Linked DNA regions of Ovis aries: region 2 is linked to region 1. A link is a contact called in public Hi-C data. All regions are on one chromosome and are shown on one strand. The core of a region is the stretch at or near the end of the contact, and the rest is flanking DNA. Distances in the headings are between cores, read along the strand shown.

What was found. A called contact is a pair of places that touch in the nucleus more often than the background predicts.
Region 2: a contact with region 1 is called in a Hi-C map of blood, with 2.8 times the contacts expected there. The contact joins the promoter of ARPC5 here to the promoter of NMNAT2 in region 1. A contact is called at or near these places in 4 of 16 Hi-C or Micro-C datasets (blood, liver, omental adipose tissue and 1 more).

The regions. Positions count from the first base shown.
Region 1 is chr12:63,949,248-63,956,593 of ARS-UI_Ramb_v3.0, reverse strand. It overlaps NMNAT2 (nicotinamide nucleotide adenylyltransferase 2), which reads left to right and starts at 1,776. Exons shown (of 16, transcript XM_060396688.1): 1 at 1,776-2,051; 2 at 4,880-5,012; 3 at 6,708-6,791. SMG7 (SMG7 nonsense mediated mRNA decay factor) reads right to left here and starts at 2,434. Exons shown (of 22, transcript XM_060396685.1): 1 at 1,885-2,434. The coding sequence starts at 1,913.
Region 2 is chr12:64,120,081-64,126,806 of ARS-UI_Ramb_v3.0, reverse strand. ARPC5 (actin related protein 2/3 complex subunit 5) reads left to right here and starts at 1,758. Exons shown (of 4, transcript XM_060396692.1): 1 at 1,758-1,988; 2 at 4,285-4,356. The coding sequence starts at 1,845.

The sequences.
Region 1 (7,346 bases), core at 527-3,026:
ATGGATTCCTCCTGCGCAATCCACACTTCTCAGAATACTGTTTATCCTTAAGGTCCAATTTAAGTGCTGTTTTCTCCTTGAATCCTAGCAAACTGCAAACTCTCTAAGAGAAGGGTGGAGTTTTATACTCTTAGTAGTTAGTACAATGCCTCCCATATAGGTTATCACCAAAATGACTGATGAATCATGTGTATGAATGAGGAAATAAACAAAGGAAGCTTTCCCTGATTCACCCCAATTGCTCGCATACTCTGCCTTTGGACTCATGACACTTGGTATCTTTTATGATCCTTAACCATAGTTTACTTGCCTAATATATACTAACCTGCAAATTCCTTAAAATTAAGGACTGTCCTGACAGTTTCCATATCTCTACAGCACTTTTCATACATCTCCACCACGGTTGTATATTTATTAAGCTTATCTGATATGTTAAACAACAAAGGGATAATAAAGGAGAAAAAGGACCTTGAAATACCCCTATAATTCCACCTACCTACCATGCAGTCATTGGGCATACATGCTGTCAGTTAAACTCAGGCATTCCACCATACTTGAAAGATCTCATCCTTCTCTACACACTCTGCTTAATAAAACGATTACTACTTTCAAAAGCAGAACAGCTACCCTCATGTAGCACTTAACTACAAACCTTTTCTTGCAGGGATCCACTCACATACCAATACTTTCACTTCACTAAATGGCTAAAATGACTTTCCTGCTCATTTCAGACTACTACCCTATCCAATTCCCTCCTCCACAAGGTATGAAACCACTTTTAAAATCATTTTACCATAAGCTTGCCATTCTTAGTTTTGCTACTAAAAGACAAAAAGACCTGTTTCAGGGTCTCCCTTCCCCTTTTCTAAGCAGTGGCAACTCCTCACTTAAGTCTTAGGATCTTAACAATCTCATTTTCCTGTGCCATCAAGATCTTGACCCCCGTTTATCTCTACCTTCAAGCTCTTATTCTGCTTCCATGGAACCTTCCAAGCTGCACAATAGCTGGTGCAATACGCTCTCGCCACCATGTACTTGGTTCCAATCTGCATCTTCCTTCTCCAGTGTGTATTAATCGCCCCCTTAACCTCCCCTGATACACATCACACTCTCTCACACTCTGCACCCATGCGTCACTCTACCTCGACATACAAGTTCTTTACACCACTCTTAATGGATCTACACGACTCTCCGAATGGTATCTTCCGACGGATTCTAACCCAGTTTCTTCTGGGGGATCCAACCCCGGCTGTAGTACCTCCCTTTTTCTTCACTTCCTCATCCATTCCCTTCTTTATGCCCCCTACCCTCACCCCAGCAACTAACTACAGATGACATTATTTCTCAGTACTTCCAACCCCAGAACGATGAACAAACTCCAGTTTCCGGCGGCGTACCCCTCCTCTAGGCCTCCCCCCACACCCCAGGTGTGCAGACTTCCACCTGGCCTTCTCCCCAGCCATCGCTCCAGCCCCACCACCACACCACGTTCCCCCACCGCAGGGATCAGACTCCTCCACACCCACCTCTATTCGGGGTCGCCGCCGCCTCCCCGGGCGCCTCCCCGCCCCGACTCGCCAGCGAGCCCCGGGCGCGCGCGCACACACACACGTTCTCACGCTTCCCTAACCTCCTTCCCCGCACCGAGACCAGCCAGCTCCGCGGGAACTCAGCCCGGCCCGCGGAGGGGGATAGGTACCCAAGTGCGTGCCCGCTCCGCCCCCTCCCGCCGAGCCTCTCGCAGCCCCCGCCTCCCAACCGGGAAAAGAGAGGACACAGCAACTCCCCCGCCACCCCGGACGTACCACCTCTGTGTCTGTTGCTCCGTGCCCCCAACCTTCGGCCCGCTCCCCCGCTCCGTACTGGGCCGGCCCCCACACTCACCGGAGATACTGCGCGCTCTGCAGGCTCATCCTCCGCCGCCGCGTCTTCCCGCGAAGCCTCTGCGCGTCTCTCAGGCTCCTCGGAGCGGCCCCGCGGCACCACGGGTGCTGGCGGCCGCCGCCATCTTCCTCTCCTCCGGCTCCTCCTCGCTCGGCGGGGGGGTGGGGGTGAGTGAGGCGAGGGGGGAGGGAGCGGGGAAAGCTGCTCTCGCTGCTGCTCCGGCCCTTGGGGCGCAGGGACACTCCGACCCGGGAAGGGGGGAGGGAAAGGGAGAAGGGATGGGGGCGGGGGGAAGAGGGACAGCAGAGGAAGGAAGTGGGGGGGGGGTCTCTCGCGAGATTTCAGCGGCGCCGGTCCCTCCGGGTGATTTCCGCCTCTCTGTAGCGCTCGCTCTTGGGATCAGTTAGCCGTGCCGCGCCTGTGCGGCTGCTGAGTGGCCCAGTGGAGGCGCTTGGCGGCTTCCGGCCAACCCACCCCTCTCCTCCCGCGCGAGGGGGCAACCCCAGCCTCAGCGGGAACATCGAGCCCAAATCAATCGGGAGTTACACTCAAAGTCTTCCCCCGTCTTTCCACTCCGTCCGATTTCGCTCTTCCTTTTTTCCTTTCCTCCACTCTTCCCGACCGGAAACGCCGCCTCTTCCTCTTACAGTTCCGGCCCCCCAGTCCCTCGTCTCCGGTCCGGCCTCGCGCCCTAAAGTGACGCTAAGGACCCCCTCCTCTTTTCTGGGGCCCCTCCCTCTGCACGCAGGGACACAGTTGGAGAGGTTAGGGTGGAGCCCAGGGATGGAGAGAAAAGAAACCAATCGGATTGGATAAGCAGCTGCCAAGGCAACTGGAGGCTGTAGCTGTATTGTCATAGTAACCAATGTGTGCAGGCTGAATGACCCTCCCTTGACTTAGTGGATTCCCCGAAAAGTGCCTAGGGTTTCCCCTCGGCTTCCCTTCCATCTTAAAGGCCTCCCCCAGGTTGGGAATCGGGTAGTTCTCCAGAGCAGTGAGGTTCATGTTCTCCTCCCTTTCCCTTTCCCGCAGCGATGGGGGAGATCCCGAGGCATTCACCACGGGCTTTTCCACCCGCCTGCGGGCGGGAACCGCCTCCATAGTTTTCCTCTCCATGACGGACGCGGGGAGGGCCGGGCCTACGAAAAAGATGCCGGGCCTGAAGGCTGGTGGGCGGTGGGCTGGAGCCGACTGTGCGAGGCGGCGGCGCTAGGCTGCGAGGCGGGCCAGGGGTTTCCCCATCACCGGGAGAGTTCTGGGAGGCGGGGTCCCGCCAGGACGGGGTCCCTGAGGGAGGAGAACGGCACACGACTGCCGAGATCCCTCGTCTGCCGACTGGGACATCCGACTTTCCCCAGCGGTCGGCCCCTCACAGAAATCCCCCAGACCCCACCCCACAATCGCACTCGGCCACGGAGCCTCCTCGGGAGTTCCCCGCGCGGCCTTCACGAGCCATCTCCTGCCACGAGGAGGCCGGAGTGGGGGTGGGAACTCATCTTGGAAGGCTGACAAGTGGTTTTTCCAGCACTTAGGGCAGGGGACACGGTGCGAAGTTCAGGGCCGCCATCCCTCGGAGAGGCACCCCTCCCGCCAGTGGGAGTCCCCCTTGCTTATCAAAAGCAGACGTCCCATTTCCTTTCTCCTCTTCAAATTTCCTTCTGTCGCGTGTCTGCAGTGTTTTAGAACTCGTCACTATGTATCTTTTGGGTTGCAGAGGAACGCATTGGGTAAGATAGTGTCAAGAAAAACAGATACTTGCGTGAAGTTCCAATGAAAGGTTTCTAGGAAATGGATTTTCATTCTTAGACCCAATCTTTTTGAATGGTTATTATGTGTATTTTATTTATCTCAGGTTTGAGGCAAAAAAGAAAAAAACACAGCAACGAATGGGTTCTTCATAATATGGAGTGTGGAAGTACCTGGAGAAGTTGTATCCTAGTGATTTGAAAGAATTATTTAGCATTTTACAAATTATATTTTCCATTGGTATTATGGAGCTGTCCCAAAGTACTTTAGGATGTGTAACGGGTAAACCCCCTAGGAATGCCGGCCTCATTTCATGGTTAAAATCAGAATTTTAAGGGGCTATTTTCTTTTGACTTGGGATACCTGATCCTTTCATGCTGGGTGAAGAGCCACTGTCAAAATCCTATTAAAAGACTGGACCAATGTCTATGTGTACGTTTGGAGGAAATGAAAGTGTAAGCTGCTTGAAGTTAAATCCCAAGGAGAGATTATCATTAACGAAATAGAAACTGAACTATGCCCCCTTGTGCTGCAAGCGTCTACTGTGATGTGGTGCGACACGCGGTTTGATTGCAGCTGTACAATGCCCCCTATCGTCCCTCCTCCCCCACCCCGAGAGGCCGCCCACTCATGGGAAAGAGAGACACCTAGTGAAAGATTGTTCTCATCTCTGGTTTAGAATCCGACTTTTCTTCAACCTGCTAGCCCAAGGATGGAGATTACTGCTACATAGTACCGAAAATGGGTTTCCTCGGTGGCTCAGCGGTAAAGAATCTGCCTGCCAATGCAGGAGACATAAGAGACATGGCTTCGATCAGGGTCGGGAAGATCTCCTGGAGGAGGGAATAGCAACCCACTCTAGTATTCTTGCCCGGAGAATACCATGGACAGAGGAGCCTGGCGGTCTACAGTCCATAGGTCGCAGAGTCTGAAGCGACTGAGCATGTAGGCACACAGTACCTAAAATACCATAGATTTCCTTTCTGAAATTTATTGGTTAGATTTTTTAAAAGATCTTAGCCAGAATAAAAAATTTTTATTATGTAAAATAACCACTCCCTTAGTAATTATCATAATAGCACTTTTTATGTCTGTGGCTCCTATGTCCAGTCAACAGTATATGGGCACATAACAAGCAATCTAGAAAAATACTAGTATCTTCTCATTTTGAAAACTGGGATCGGAAAAATGCATCTTTTTGTTGTGTTGTTTGTTTAATAAACATTACTGAGCATTTATTATATTTCAGACACTGTCCAGGTTACCATGGATACCACTGTGGAAGAGACATGTTCCCTGTCTGGGAGGAACCCACCTTTTGGTAGAGATACCAGAGAATAGAGATGTGATTTGGATGCAGTATTATGAGTGCGGCAGTTAAGGTAGGAAGAAAGTGCTTTAAGTGTGCTGATGAAGTTCAGACATATAAGCCATCTTTGTATTTTATTGCAGCTTTCCTAAGAATTTTTCAAGACTCTTCAGTAGCTTTAGTGTCTCAACAAACCAGATAGAATAGTAACATTTACACTTTACAGATTATAGAACATTGATACCCATCTTGAAAGTAACTTTAAAAGTCAATAGGATTCAGAAAGATTATGATCCAAGTTTATATATTGCTTAATGTACACTTTCCAATTTCATCTCTTTCTACTAGCCCCCATCAACAGGTTTGTAGAATACAAGCATCTTCCTGCAGTATTATTCACCTTGTTCCCCCCTGCCAGAAAAGGTTACATTGAAACTAAAAGAAATTATAGAAGACAAGCTGTTTCATTTTGTTTCATCCTACCTAATCTTAAATTTTTCACTTTATGCCTAAGTGATTTTATGGAAAAATCATAAGCTAGCAGATTTGAGCGCATCCCAAGTCTGCCATCTCAGTCTCTGAACTTCAGTTTTTTCCTTGATTAAAGGAAACATTACCTATAGAAGTTTTCTGTAAACTTTAATGATAACTGTATGCATATATGGTGGCTCACCTGGGGTCACACAGAGTTGGACACAACTGAGGCAACTTAGCAGCAGCAGCAGCTGGTAAAGAATCCACCTGCAATGTGGGAAACCTGGGTTCAATCCCTGGGTTGGGAAGATCCTCTGATGAAAGGAACAGCTGCCCACGCCAGTATTCTGGCCTGGAGAATCCCATAGACTGCATAGTTCGTGGGGTCACAAAGAGTTGAACACAACTGAGTGACTTTCACTTTTTACTCTCATGAATATATGAGTGCCTGATGTACAGCACTGGCATTTGATTAATGTTTTTGACTTGTTGCTCTTTTATCAAGCTAAAACTACTAATATAGAACTACTGCAGCATAAAATTATTTAAAAAAAAAAATAGGTTATCCAGTCTTTGTCTGTAATACTCATAAATCTGGCCACACACCCAAATTTGTTCTCATTCAGTGCTAGAAGATAGATTTCTTTGTCCTCGACTCTGATTACAGAAAAGAATACAGTATCAGGACATTGTGAGTCACATTCCAGAGGGTTGAAACTTAAAAAAAAAAAAAAACCTTTTATCATTAAAAACAGCTTAATATAACCACACTTCTGCCCAAGTAAATAGAGTGGCCAGTTTTCAACCAGACACCAAGTACTTGCTAAGAAGCTACTCTTTTTTTTTTTTTCTTTTTCTTTTTACTTTATTTTACTTTACAATTCTGTATTGGTTTTGCCATACATTGACATGAGTCCACCATGGGTATACATGCATTCCCAAACATGAACCCCCCTCCCACCTCCCACCCCATAATATCTCTCTGGGTCATCCCCGTGTACCAGCCCCAAGCATGCTATATCCTGCATCGGACATAGACTGGCGATTCGATTAAGAAGCTACTCTTAACATTCCTATTGAATTTACTCAGAGCTTTGGTAACCTGATAATTAATATATAGCAAGCCTCCTCCCTTTTACTAATAATACACATCTCACCTATTCCATGAACCCTTAACAAGTACTAATTTATTTTGATAATTAACCTATATAGTCTGATTGTTTACAAATCTTGTGTACAATAGATACTTCATAAATGTGTTTCTATTTTGATGAAAATGATTTGTCAATTGCAGTACTCAAGGACACAATGTATAGGAAGCTGGCCCGTGTTCTCTTCAGTACCACACCTCAGACATGGAACTAAGTGATTCAATCAAGTGAGTAATTCATTCTCTTCAAATAGTGAGTCGAATACAAGTTGATTGAACTCACTCGCAGCCTTTCTCAAACAAACAGTTCATTTATTTCTCAAACACTGTAAATTTATTCATTCATTTCTAAGAAGGAGTCACTGAGCCTCCAGAACAGTCAGGAAGCATTGCAGTTCAAGATTTAAGAGGAGAAACTTCTGGTTTGGGAGACAGTGAGATGGCAGCAGTAGTCAGAGCTTGCTCTCTCCTCCTTCACTCTCCTAATAATTTCTAGAGGAAACCCTATTAATCTGCAAGAGTTCCTCTTAACTCCCAGTAAGAAAACACTTCTGCTAAAGAACTACACCTTAAAATCCTATCTACTGTTTTCATGGATGTAGACCATCTGGAGAAGACAGGAAGAAATGCCCATAGGGAAGACTGAAGAGTATCAAAAGAGAAAATTAAAACCTTGGCCTCTTATACTTTATGTTGTCCAACGGCCTTTGTGTTCATGGATTTCTTTACTACTCCAAGAACAGTACTATGGAAACCAGCATGGGGTCCCTAGTCTAAAATCAA
Region 2 (6,726 bases), core at 509-3,008, 170 kb before region 1:
TCAGTTTTATGTGAGACGTAAAGGAAGATGCAATATGTATGCGCAACTGAATCACTTTGCTGTACACCAGAAACTAACACAACACTGTAAATCAACTGTACTTCAGTTCAAAAAGAAAAGAAAAGAAATAAGACAGTCTCTGCCCTCCAGAATTTTTCTCTCTCTTCCAGGGGCAATATATCACACAATATATCATTAAACAATTTATAAGACTAGTGCCAAAATCAATGGTACAGATAACATGCAATTTGCATTGAGGCAGACTTTTAGAGTTTCAAACAATTTCTTGTGTTTAACCCTCAGAACACTATTGTTAAGTACACATTATTAGCCCCATTTTAGCAATGAGGAACTTGACATTCAGAATTTTAAGTGGCCTGCCTCAATCAATAGGTTATGAGTGGAAGGAAGAATCAAGACTCAAGCCAAGGTTTTCTGATTATAAGCCAAGTGCTATTTTCAATTACAGTACAGAAAACCAAGGATTGAGGCATTTAACAGGGCAGCAGCCAGCCCTCCGGTAAAGGTGGAATTAAACTAAACCTGATAAATATCCAAATTAATTTCACTTTGCAAATATTTGTGCTTCAGTGTTAGACATAGCACCCAACTACCATTTCCTCAAATTTAGTGCTTTAGTGCTCTTACCTGCTCAGGGAGAGCTTTGCTCGCAGAAACGGGGGTGTCAAATACAATAAGACGCTGGCCTAGGAGGATCATATAAATCTTAAGCGATAAAAATAAATCTTAAAGATCTGGTTTCAACTAATCCTCACACATTTTGTTTCGCCTCAGAGCCAGAGTGTAACTCGCCCCTACCCTTTTCTAGCATTCTTACTCCAAATAACCACTTATTTTAAGATGTCAATGGCTGACCCTACCCCAAATTCCACAGGTTCATCCCAGTCCTGCCACCGGACCCTAAGCCCCTGCCCAGACACCTCCCGCTTCTCCCCAGTTTATGATACCTAGGTTCGAGTTCTGCAGGTGCAGTCGCTTGCCATTACACAGCACTGACAGATAAGATGTGACCTTTCGACTCCGTCCTTGGGGACCTCAAGCTGGCCGCGCAGCGTAGTTCCACAGCCGAGAAAGGGGCTTCCCGGCTCGGGAACGAAGCCACGGGGAGTAGACGGTCCGAAGCGAGGTCTCTGACAACTCGAACGATGCTGAGCGACTGGGCGTGCATCACTCCGCCCCATACTCCTGCCAACTGCAGGAGACTTGGTCCGGCAACCAATCCATCCCAGCTCACGGGTAAGTCCGTGCCAGCCGGACCTTAAGCGGGACCCCGATGACAGGCTGTTGACGGCGGCGGCGGCAGCAAAGCCAAGGCCACCTGCCCCCAGCGCCCATCGCCGCCAACCTAAGACCACCCCCCCCCCCCCCCCGAGACTGGACCGCAGAGAAGCGTTTCTATGGAAACCCCCTAGGGATCACGTGACGGACCCGGAGGCCCAATCGCCTCTTACCTCTACAGGCGGCACCGCTTTGGGCCCTCCCTCCTGCCCCGCCCCCTCCCGCCCCCGCCTCTGTCGCCCCGCTCCTCCCCTTTCCCGCAGAGAGTCCGCACATGCGCGCTGCATCCAGCGCGCTTCCGCCCCGGCGCGCCCGGCTGTGGGGCGCGTGGGGGCGGCGTAGGAGGGTCGAGGAAGGCGCGAGCCTGAGAAGGAAGGAGCGCGGCCAGCGCGCAGGCCCAGAACCACCCGAGACGCGGCTGCCGGCTACGCCTCTGAGCGGAAGAGGGAAGTGGAGGCGCCAGTCTGCGGCTTCCAGCTGGGGCTGGGCTTGCTAAGGTCGAGGCAGCGTCTAGAGGAGGCCTCGGCCGCCGGTCCGGAGCGGGGATGTCGAAGAACACGGTGTCGTCGGCCCGGTTCCGGAAGGTGGACGTGGATGAGTACGACGAGAACAAGTTCGTGGATGAGGAAGACGGGGGCGACGGGCAGGCCGGGCCCGACGAGGGCGAGGTGGACTCCTGCCTGCGGCAATATCCTTCAGTTCGCTGGCCTTCGCGCCCCACCCGACCCCACCCGACCCGGCCCCTCTTCCGGGACCCAGCTGCGGGCAGGGCGTGAGGGCAGGGACCCCCGCTTCCGTGGGCTCCCTGTCGTGAGTGGGCAGGAGGGCTCTTCTATTTCTCCCGAGACCCCCGGGTCCCGCCCTCGGAAACTTACCTTGCCAGCGCGCTGTCCACGCCCCCGATTCCTCAGGTTGCGCCGGGAGTTCTCGCCTCCCGGGGACCGGCGGGGACGGCCGCGCCCTCGCGGCTCTGGTGCTGGTCAGTCGGGGAGCTGCAGGGAGCTTAAGTGGTCCTCTCAGATCGTATTTATCGGGTTTTCATTAGAACCCACGTCCGATCGGGAGGAGCGGGCATTTTTCTTCAGTGATTTTCTTTTTATTGTGGTGGTGGTTTTGTTGTGGCAGCGTTATTTCACGCCGGGAGACATGGGGCGGCTTGCAGAATTGAGGCCCTTCTGTCTGTCTTTTTAAGCTTGTGGACGCCTTTTTTTTTTTTTTTTTAAGAGGAAGGGATTTGACAAAATACAGGTTGCACAGAGTTGGTTAACCAGGGGAAAGGGAATGAGTACAAAACTGCTCAGAAAGAAGCTGGAAGCGTTTTACCTGCTAGACGGAAAATGCATGTAGAGAATCCCTGGAAATATTTTAAATAAACGCCAAAGAATAACATAGGAAAAAGTGAATCATTTGTACAAAACCGAATCATTTTGTAATGATGGAATCGTTTCCGTTAAGTTAAAATGTGGCTGTCAGTTCCTGGTTTGGGTTTTGCATATTTGAATATTCATAACTTTGAGGGAGTATTTGCATGAGCTCTTTTTTCGGAAAAAATGTAAATGTTGCAATAACCCAGGCTGTCGTTTTAGAGATTGTCAATTACTGAATTCACTCATTTCTAATTATTCTTGGGTGTATTCATAAGATTAGGAAGGCTCTTTAGACTTTCCTCATCAGTGGCCTATTAAATTAAATGGGGAAATACATGAGTGAAAATATTTGGTAGCAGCCACAGCTGGTCTTACAGGCACCTAAAATACAGCATTAAACATTTATCAACATACAGATGTTTCTTTGATTTCCGTTACTTTCACAATCAGCTGTTGCTGTTTTGCATTATTTAACATACTTAAGTGTTTGGGGTGGAGGGGAGCAGTCTCATAAGTGAGCCAGTCTGCAAACGGGACGCTTCTCTAGAAGTCCATTAAGCCTTGAAAATAACAGCCTGCCACCAACCATAGTTTTTTTAGTCAGACCTTTTTCTTTAGAACATAAGTGGTGAAGATTATTCTGTGTAGAAACATTCTTCGTGATGCATAAATGATGTTTTGTGAGACTAACTTTTTTTAGGTGACGTGATGACTCTTCAATGGTACTGCTGTATCCCTATAGTGGATCTGCTTTTAAATCAATTCATCTTAAAAAAATAAATAAATAAAATAAATCAATTCATCTTGAAATATAAAGATACTGTCCCTTCTTGTCTCAACAAGAAGAGACAAGCCCTGATCAGGCACTACAGATGGAGGAACAAGTGAACTCTGTGAGGTTTTCCTTTTAGGGCAATGACTGTACATTCTGACAGTGTGATTGGCCTTCTGTTCCTCATTCTTGCTAACTCACTGGTGCTTTCAAAGGAAGACTAAATTTAATAGGTGTGGCCTAAAGCAGTTTGAATGACCTTTATGAAATATGAGAGAAAATATTAAAAAACAGAAAAATTAAGCTGCCACCTACAGGTCATTATTTTATCTTCTGTAATGCCTCTTAACATCAATATTGAGAGATTGCTAATGTATATCATTCAGATTGCTAGAGTAATCTGCCAGCACTTTTCTACCAGCATTTCAATTAATATAGAATATAATTCTAATCAAAGGATAGGCAGACAGTCTGTTTCATTTGGGGACCTAAATAATTCTGATATATATTTTAGAATTTTTTAAATGTCACTCTGGATAATGTTTGCACATGTGTTTTACTGGAAAATGAAAGGTTATTAAGGTGCTCAGTTAATAATTAGAGCCAAGGGTAAAACAGTTTTTGCCTTATTTTTTAAAAATTTAATGCTCTCTTTCATTTTCAGTATTTTATCTTTGATTGACATCCTTGAAACGAACATGTTGAATTTTCCAGTATTGAACGTAGCAACCATAGTAATTTTTCTTTCTATGCATAACACCAAATCTCAAGAACCAGTGGTTCCTGGGAGTTCCAGTGCTTTCCTGAGGGCTGCCCTTTGCTGCTATCCCCTTAACCTCCATCACAGGAAACATGACAGCTGCCCTACAGGCAGCTCTGAAAAACCCCCCCATCAACACCAAGAGTCAGGCAGTGAAGGTGAGTCACAGACAACACACGATCTGTGCTGGCGTCTCAGCCTTCTTACCAGAACCCTCCAAAGTGTCTCACAAAGTGTCAGCAAATGTCTTAACTGTTTGCCGTCTTTGACATAGAAGAGCTTACAATGTAGTTTGATAGGTGGAAAACCTATATAAAAAATTAGTGCTCCAAAATTGAGTTGTGATAACGCTGCGTGGTAGGTAGACTTAAGTTCTAATGACCGAGACATCTGTGTGTTTTCAGAGGAGGCCACTCAGGTCGAATTTGAGCAAAGGCTTGAAGAACAAGTGAAACTTTCACAAAATAAACACATGCTACTTGCTTTTGAAAGATTTTTTAAAATTCTACCATTCTCATAGAATTAAATTCTAATATTTAATTCTGTTAAATATTATTGAAAACTCAGAAATGTGGGGGAATGAAAATAATTATAATTCCATACCTGTAGATAATCATTACTTTTTGTTGTTGCTGTATGCTTATAGAGTTTTTCTATGAGTTTTTCTTTTCATTAAAATAGATAAACTGCTTTTCATCTGTATAGCAGCATACATGAACAGCTTTACTTGGTAATAAGTTTATTTCTATAATATCTTTTTTAACATCTGTATTTTGATAATCCTGCAGTTTAGTTATATATAAACTTTCATCATATATTTATTGACTTTTTTCCTGTCATAAATAGTATTGAAATGAACAATTCTTGGTAAAGTCTGAATTGTTTCCTTTGAATAAATTTCTGGAAGTGAATGGCTGGATTTTAGACTGCACATTTTTTTAAGGCTACATATGGTATTGCCATACTACCCTTCAGAAAAGTTGTAAAATTACATTGCCTCTTAACCATCTTTCAGTAATTCTTAAGAACCTATTTACTTAATTGTTTAAAGCCCAGATTAAATTTTTTTTCTTTTTTTTTTCAGATTAAATTTTAATGTTTAGTTCTGTTAAGTATTGTAGAAAACTCAGCAATATGGGGGAATAAAAATGTAATCGTCCATAATCCCACACCCAGAGCATTGATCCCCCCACTGTCCATAGCCATTCACACATCCTAGGAGCCCCAAGTATCTCCTTAGTTAAATACTAGTAAATAATAACTTAGGTAAATGCATTATTATCTAGGCAACATAATCTTTTATAAGAGGAAATGCTTCTTTGGTTTTTAAAAGTGAGTAACGTCATTGAAATTTCGTTTTACCACCTTCTGCTTTTTTGTGGGTGTTTTTTTTTAATCAGAGCGTGTGGGTGGGAGGTTATAGCTCTCCATACAAGGATATTTTTCTAAACGGATAATTGCATAGTCTTTAAACTGAAGACAGCAAAAGGTGGTAGAAGCATACTGTAAGATCATGACCGGCAGGAATGCAGAAGGTATCACTTTGTGTTGAATAGAAAGAGAAACATTGTTGAAAGGGGAAATTAAGTGTTCTGTGTACTTGGCTTGCTAGGTGAAAAGCAACTGCTGTTGGAGCAGTCATTCATCAAAGAAAAAGATCATTATAAATGAAGACCACTCTAATACCTATAGTCACTTGACTATAGATGTGAAATGAAAAATAAGTTTTAGAAACTTAAATTTTTATTTATTAATAACATTTCTGAAGGATGCATCAGGGTAGAACTATAATTCAGTTTCCTTCTTTTGGTCTATTTTTTTTAAATCAAGAAGTGAAATGTATTGATTTAATACATTGATAATTTGTTACATCTATCTGTAAGTAAACCCTTTCAGCTCTACCTTCAAATATGTCGAGACTCTGTCTGCTTCTGGCTGCCTCTGCTGCTGCCATGCCAGCCAAAGCCAGCCTGTCTTGGTGCAGGAACTTCCAAGCTGGCTTCCAGGCTTCTGTCTCCTGCTCCCCCGACCCTCCTGCTGCCCCGGGCTTATTTTCAATATGACAGCCAGCTGGTCCTGTTAAAATGTAAGTCAGATGACATCACTCTTTTTAGAAAGAAAGAAAGCGAAAGTGAAGTCGCTCAGTACCATAGCCTACCAGGCTCCTCCCTCCATGGGATATGTAAGTCAGATGACATCACTCTTTTTAGAAAGAAAGAAAGCAAAAGTGAAGTCGCTCAGTACCATAGCCTACCAGGCTCCTCCCTCCATGGGATTCTCCAGGCAAGAGTACTGGAGTGGGTTGCCATTTCCTTCTCCAGGGGATCTTCCTGACCCAGGGATCGAACCCAGGTCTCCCGCATTCCAGGAAGACACTTTAACCTCTGAGCCACCAGGGAAGTCCAACAGCTTCTCATTTCTGTGACTGGAGGCCAGAGTTCTCATAAGGGCCTGCAGGGTTTACGCGTTCTGTCTTCCTACTGCCTCTCTGACTTCCTGCCCTGCACTCCACTCCAGCCCCCTTCATC